2 separate regions of the Bombyx mori genome follow, and region 1 is linked to region 2. Evidence: chromatin contacts called from public Hi-C data. All regions are on one chromosome and are shown on one strand. The core of a region is the stretch at or near the end of the contact, and the rest is flanking DNA. Distances in the headings are between cores, read along the strand shown. Region 1 overlaps LOC101737886 (dymeclin). Region 2 overlaps LOC101737750.

What was found. A called contact is a pair of places that touch in the nucleus more often than the background predicts.
Region 1: a Hi-C map of midgut shows a contact between it and region 2, with 1.8 times the contacts expected there. The contact joins two enhancer-like sites. A contact is called at or near these places in 3 of 7 Hi-C or Micro-C datasets (midgut and whole pupa).

What each region holds. Positions count from the first base shown.
Region 1 is chr2:5,804,405-5,807,292 of ASM3026992v2, reverse strand. LOC101737886 (dymeclin) reads left to right here. Exons shown (of 17, transcript XM_004933247.5): 17 at 1-865. All of the region lies in intron 3 of LOC134200481 (a long non-coding RNA gene), which reads right to left. Among protein-coding and RNA genes, the nearest start is that of LOC101737750, 12 kb to the right of the region's middle. Within about 2 kb of position 1,467, at least 8 of the 8 cell types and tissues checked have open chromatin away from gene starts, as enhancers often do.
Region 2 is chr2:5,755,292-5,758,140 of ASM3026992v2, reverse strand. All of the region lies in intron 3 of LOC101737750, which reads left to right. All of the region lies in intron 3 of LOC134200481 (a long non-coding RNA gene), which reads right to left. Among protein-coding and RNA genes, the nearest start is that of LOC134200515, 3.9 kb to the left of the region's middle. Within about 2 kb of position 1,305, at least 7 of the 8 cell types and tissues checked have open chromatin away from gene starts, as enhancers often do.

The sequences.
Region 1 (2,888 bases), core at 218-2,717, 49 kb before region 2:
ATGTATTATTGTATAGCAGCTGTCCACGCGGATGCATCGCTCACTCAAGTAGGAGAGAGACAGATGTCAAACGCTGCCGAACGCGGAGTCCGATTGTGCCTCTTTGTCGCTCGTTGCGCGCTCTCGCTTGCACTTCAAGCCTTAAATGGAACGCCTCAGAGCGAGGTAACGCCGCATGAGTCATGTTTTTTCGTGCGTGCAGCCAGCTCGATCGAATTATAAGACGTTGCCACGTCAAAAATTTAACTGGTTAATTAAAGAAAAAATCAAAATTATCGATAAAGTTGATTATTGAAAACACGAATAAAACAACACTTTAATAAATCGTAGCTAGATCGATTTATCGCCCCCGAAATCCCCTGTATACTAAATTTTATGAAAATCGTTTGAGCCGTTTCCGAGATTCAGATTATACACATATATTTATATACAAGAATTGCTCGTTTAAAGATATATAATAATAAGATATAAGCTAACTTTTACGCCATCGAGAACGTTAAAAAACTCGCACTAATCACACTGGTCATGAATAACATCCCACAATAGATGCGTGTATGGACTTAAATATAAGCGGAGGTAATTTTGGTGATGAAGTTAACACACTGAAACACGTCTTGGACATTGTCACACGTGAAAGTCGTTAAAGTTAATAACGTTAACTTTAAAAAATTAATAACGTTCAATAAAATGGCCATGACATGGTAATATGATGACTATTTTAATATAACTGTATTTCTTGTCATTCCTAAGCACTTCCCTTTAGATTAGTTAAAAACAATATTTCAGTTTATATTATTAATTCTTATTATAAAGCAATAATAAAATGTACAATTATAAATAAATTATATTTAATATGATATTTAAATTGGACTTTTACTACATACAAGCAAACATACCTTAGTTATAAGCGTTTCGTTTTAAACAGTTAAATAATGTTTTCTTAAAGTGGATGAACAAACGATCTTGTAGAGCTCATCTGGTATCAAATAATCGAAATTCTGTCCATACATGTTGAAAAGAAACCAATATTCTTCACCTCCCTCCAAAAATTATAAGCCTACCTCTTGAAATGTGAACACGGCTAGTGGCAACTCGACTTTTTAGGGTTTCATTTACTCCCAAAAATCCTCGCAAGATAATGGTGACAATTTAGAATTTTAGGAACAACTGAGAAAATGTTCTCTTACTACATACTATTTACTCCTAAACATTTATTTAGGTTGTCAAAAAGTTGACGGTAATTGTTGCCTTGCTATATGTTCAAGCGTGAAGAAACAAACAAGAAAATGAATTAATAAGGCTTAATAAAAGAATTCACACAGTATCGCTCTTCACGGTTCCCAAGATTTTGATTAACTTGGTGATTCGACGTTTACAGTTAAAGTGTAGTCTTTGAAATCCGCAAAGGGGACAATGACAAGATGAGTAAAGATCTTGTGAGATGACAACCACAGATCACAAGTCACAGATTAACAGAACGCAATGACAACAATTGACAAGTGTAGTGTGATGTGATGTATTGTGATCGGGTGTGCGTAAACAATTAAATTGTTGAGCGGTTAATAATTCAATTTAATAAGATTTGAATTTTACGCTAAGACTGCAAATTTACTGAACTTTATAATTTAACATTGTGCGCTATTCTTACCTTTGCTCATGGTGCCGTGACGGACTAAAACCTACGCTTGTCTGGTAAGTGTCCGAATAAAAAAAATCCTTCGATTAAAATTTAAATATTTTGCTAAGTATATTCTGTCTCAAGTAGAAACGTATAATTTGTCCGGTGTGCTTTCATATTTCGTAAAGCTTATATCTCGTTTTGTTATTATCTTCTTTGCGTTTTTATTACTTGAAACTTGTGCTTGCAAAAAAAAAATAGACTGCAAAATCTCATATAAAAACTTTTTAAAAGGGATATTGTATTATCCATGCGAAAATTCCGAATTTGTGTATTCATAAGTGTATTAAAATTATAATAGTTATACTTTTGTATGAATATAAAATATTACTGCACATACAAGTGTATATTTATTGTTGCATAATGCTAAGAGACTAAATAAATAATAACTATTAGTCACCAGTGTGGTGTCTTAAAATGGTTTGTTTTACCAATACGCTAACAAAGCATTAGTTCATTGAAAATCTTAAATTTCTCTTAAAATCTAACTGCCATAGAATTAAAAAAAAAATTAAAATTTTAAAATTATTATAGGATTGTTGACAATTTGATTAAAGCTGACAGAAAACATTTTATAAACAATTATTGCTAATATAACTTGTTTACTTGGAAAACTATAGCTATTAAAAAAAAAACTAGGATGTCACTGTAATCTAGAATGTTGCTGTATGTTGCTCAATATATTATGAGTTAATATGCTTAATAGTATGATAATATAGTAATAATATAAAATAATACTTAAAAGAACACTGAAACTAGAAGGTGACGATATTTATAAAATTTTCAGTCAGTGAGATAAGTAGTCCTGTAAAATGCTCATAACTTCAGAATAATAACAAAAAGATTTACCCTTAGTAGTCTTAATTGTCTATATGAAATTTGTTCAAGGATATCATATATGTTTGCATAATTTCATTCTAAATAGAAATTATTTATTGACCATAAAATACACAAGTACAATATAAAGGTACAGATAAAATACAGCCTGTAAATAAAAATTGGAGACAAGAGTTTTGATTTGATAGTAATTTAATAATGCTATCTTGACCTTCAAATAAACAATAACGAGGATAGTGGCACCCATATCATGGTAAGTGTTCCACTGAAGTCCCCCACTGAGTTTCTAGTCAGATTTTCTCAGTGGGTTGTGTTTGAGATCCGGTAAGATTCTGCGAAGCACTGCTCTTGCTAGGGCCAGTGTTAGCAACAT
Region 2 (2,849 bases), core at 56-2,555:
CTTAAGAGAATTCGAAATAAGGTAAATCTATCGAAAGAATCTTTTGTGGTGTTTTTTTTCTCTCCACCTATTTGCCGGTAGCCTAAGGGGTTATTCCACCTACCCGCGCTACGGGGTCTGGCGCAATAGCACAGTTTAATACGAGAACTGCTGTAAACTACACGTGACAATATCGTACGAATGTCTAATAGGTGTATAGTGTAAATCTATGTACACATAAAGTGTATGGAAAACACGTGCTGTGTTTACTTGAATTGCTGTTAAAGGCAGTCGACCAGACCGCTTCATAGTCGCCATCGCTTACGGACGTCAGCGGTGTTACCAATAATTAATGTTGCAAATGAAAATAATAACGCAATAACCCCGAGTATTTGGGAAGCCAACAATAAGGAAGTGAAAATATGTTCTTCCAGACGATACGTGCTGACTAGTTGAATTATAGTTTAATGCAAAACCGGTTTTTTATTTAAATGTATTTTTGGTATTCAATATCGAAAATACTGATCATTTGTACAAGAATACTCTTCTGTTCGATGTCAAGTTAATTGCTTTAACTAAATTATACGTTTCCACGCCTTTTGCCTGTTAATCTTTGGACGATGTCGACTTATTTTTAGCCTTCAAAGTCCAAAGATGTACTTACGGCTCTCGGATATTCGGTATCGAACTAAAACATGTTGATGTGGCACGGTAAATGGAACGTAATTTTAAACAGAAGCTAAATAAAATCGTTTGGAGTGTAAAATAAATTTTAAAATCAATTGGAAAAGAAGAAAACATACAATGGTGTTAAAAACACATCATAGTTACACGTAAATTTGAATTTGAAGTGACACAAAGATAGCATGGTATAGTGTATAGTAAAGTGAATGTAAATAAAAAATTAACACGTTAACAAAATGTTGTCTCAAACAATTGGCAGCCGACCGGTGTTACGCAAAATTTTCTATCTGACACAGATTCAACATACTGTGAATTGCAGATCTTACATAAATAATGTAGGTCGCGCATAGAAACTGCTAACAATGCGTTTTGCAATACAAAATCAAACAAAAACAAGAAAATTTGCATGCATGTACAGATAATATATGCTTCAACCTTGTTTCCACCTACGCGTTGATTGCATTGCGTGTTCATTGTCGTCAAAACGTTCGTAGATTAAACAACTTCGATCTAGATGTTAGATAATTTTATTTAAATCCTTCAATGTAAATAATTTTTAAAAGTTCCTTCGCGAGTGGACTGTGAAACGGAACGCACGTACTGGCTGTATACCTCGGCTCGTCTTCGGAACTGTCAATTGTCATAAATAAAAAGTTTGACGTTTCTGGGTTTTGTGAATTAATGTGATTGTGTTTCGTATTTTGTTATCCTAAAAATCTTGTAAAGTGTTTAAATGTTTTATGTAAGTCAGATGAAATTTTATTTATTTAAAGTTACAAGTATTATTTTTTCCACTAATTCGTTTTGGTAGGTGAACGTCTTTCTTCTGTTTTGAACCCTTTGAAAAGTTTATCCGAAAGATTGTAAAGTTTCTTTGAAAGGTCGCTAGTCAACAACTCGAAGATTTCTATAAAGCTCTAAGTGAGTTATCGATGATTCAGCGTTTTAATCTGTTCATTGTAAACGAAAAATGAGTAATCTAATTATAATATAGTCACCGGAAAACCTGTTTAATTCTGTACAGCATAGCATTCGACTAAATCTTTAAAGTATAAATAAAACCGATTCTCTGTTTTCGTTTTTCGATATTTATTTGAATTTCGAAATTAGTACATACTCGAAGTAGTAGAATGTTAGAACAAAAATTTTTCGTAGCTTCAAAATTACGTTAAAATTTAATATAAAAGGGATTTTGTTTGTGTTGATGGCCACACAAGAATACCGCCTATAAGTGGTTCGTCGAGATTAAAGGCAATATCAGTGTTCAACGGTACTCTGAAAGGAATGTCTCAATTATGGTGGCTATCTTACTCTTGAAACTATGATGCATAATTGCTTATAAGAAGTAAGCAGAAAAATTATACCAAACATTGTGAGATCTCAACATGTTATACCACTAATACTCTTGAGAAGTAAGTGGATATACATGGCCGTTAAATAAGGACAACAGGGGAGATAGCTACAGCTATACCTTGGGTCCAAACTGCATATCAATTATAGCTCTCAATCAATAGCACCAGGATATCTCCCAGTCAATAGCTATATAAATTACTGCCTAAGGTCTTCAGGTAAATCTAGAAATTATTGTAATTTACAAGGCCACATTGATATTTGACTTCCTGTAGGAAACATAATTAAGTTTGTACATAGTTTATCAGAAAAATAAAAAGTAACAACTTTTTAATAACAAGTTAAAGTTTCAATGCTTTAGTGTTTTTAAGGAAATTGTTAGGTTACACCATCCTGCCTATTTTGGCTGTAAAGCAGTTAATTTTCTGATTTAACTTAAGATAGCAGGCAGCATTTATATTGGTAATGGTCCTATAGACTCCATTTACGGTTTAGAGAGTACTAGATTAGAGTTGTAAACCATTACTCAAGATATAAAGGTATCTAGCTGAGATAGCAAGGTATTATTACTGATGGATGGTGTGAAAATAATTATAAGTATTTACTTGTTTTTCCTACCGATTCTAGTAACCTTGAGGGGTTATTCTAGATTCACCGAACTAGTAGGTGAGCTGGCGTGGCTCAAACCTGACGTTGTTTCAACCACGAACCCTAGCAATAGCCGTGCTTCACAGAATTTACCACTGAATCGGAAATGTGGCCCACTGAGAAGATCTGGCGAGAAACTCAGTGGGCCCCTTTTTTTGAATCACCTCCATGATATGACTACCAATTGT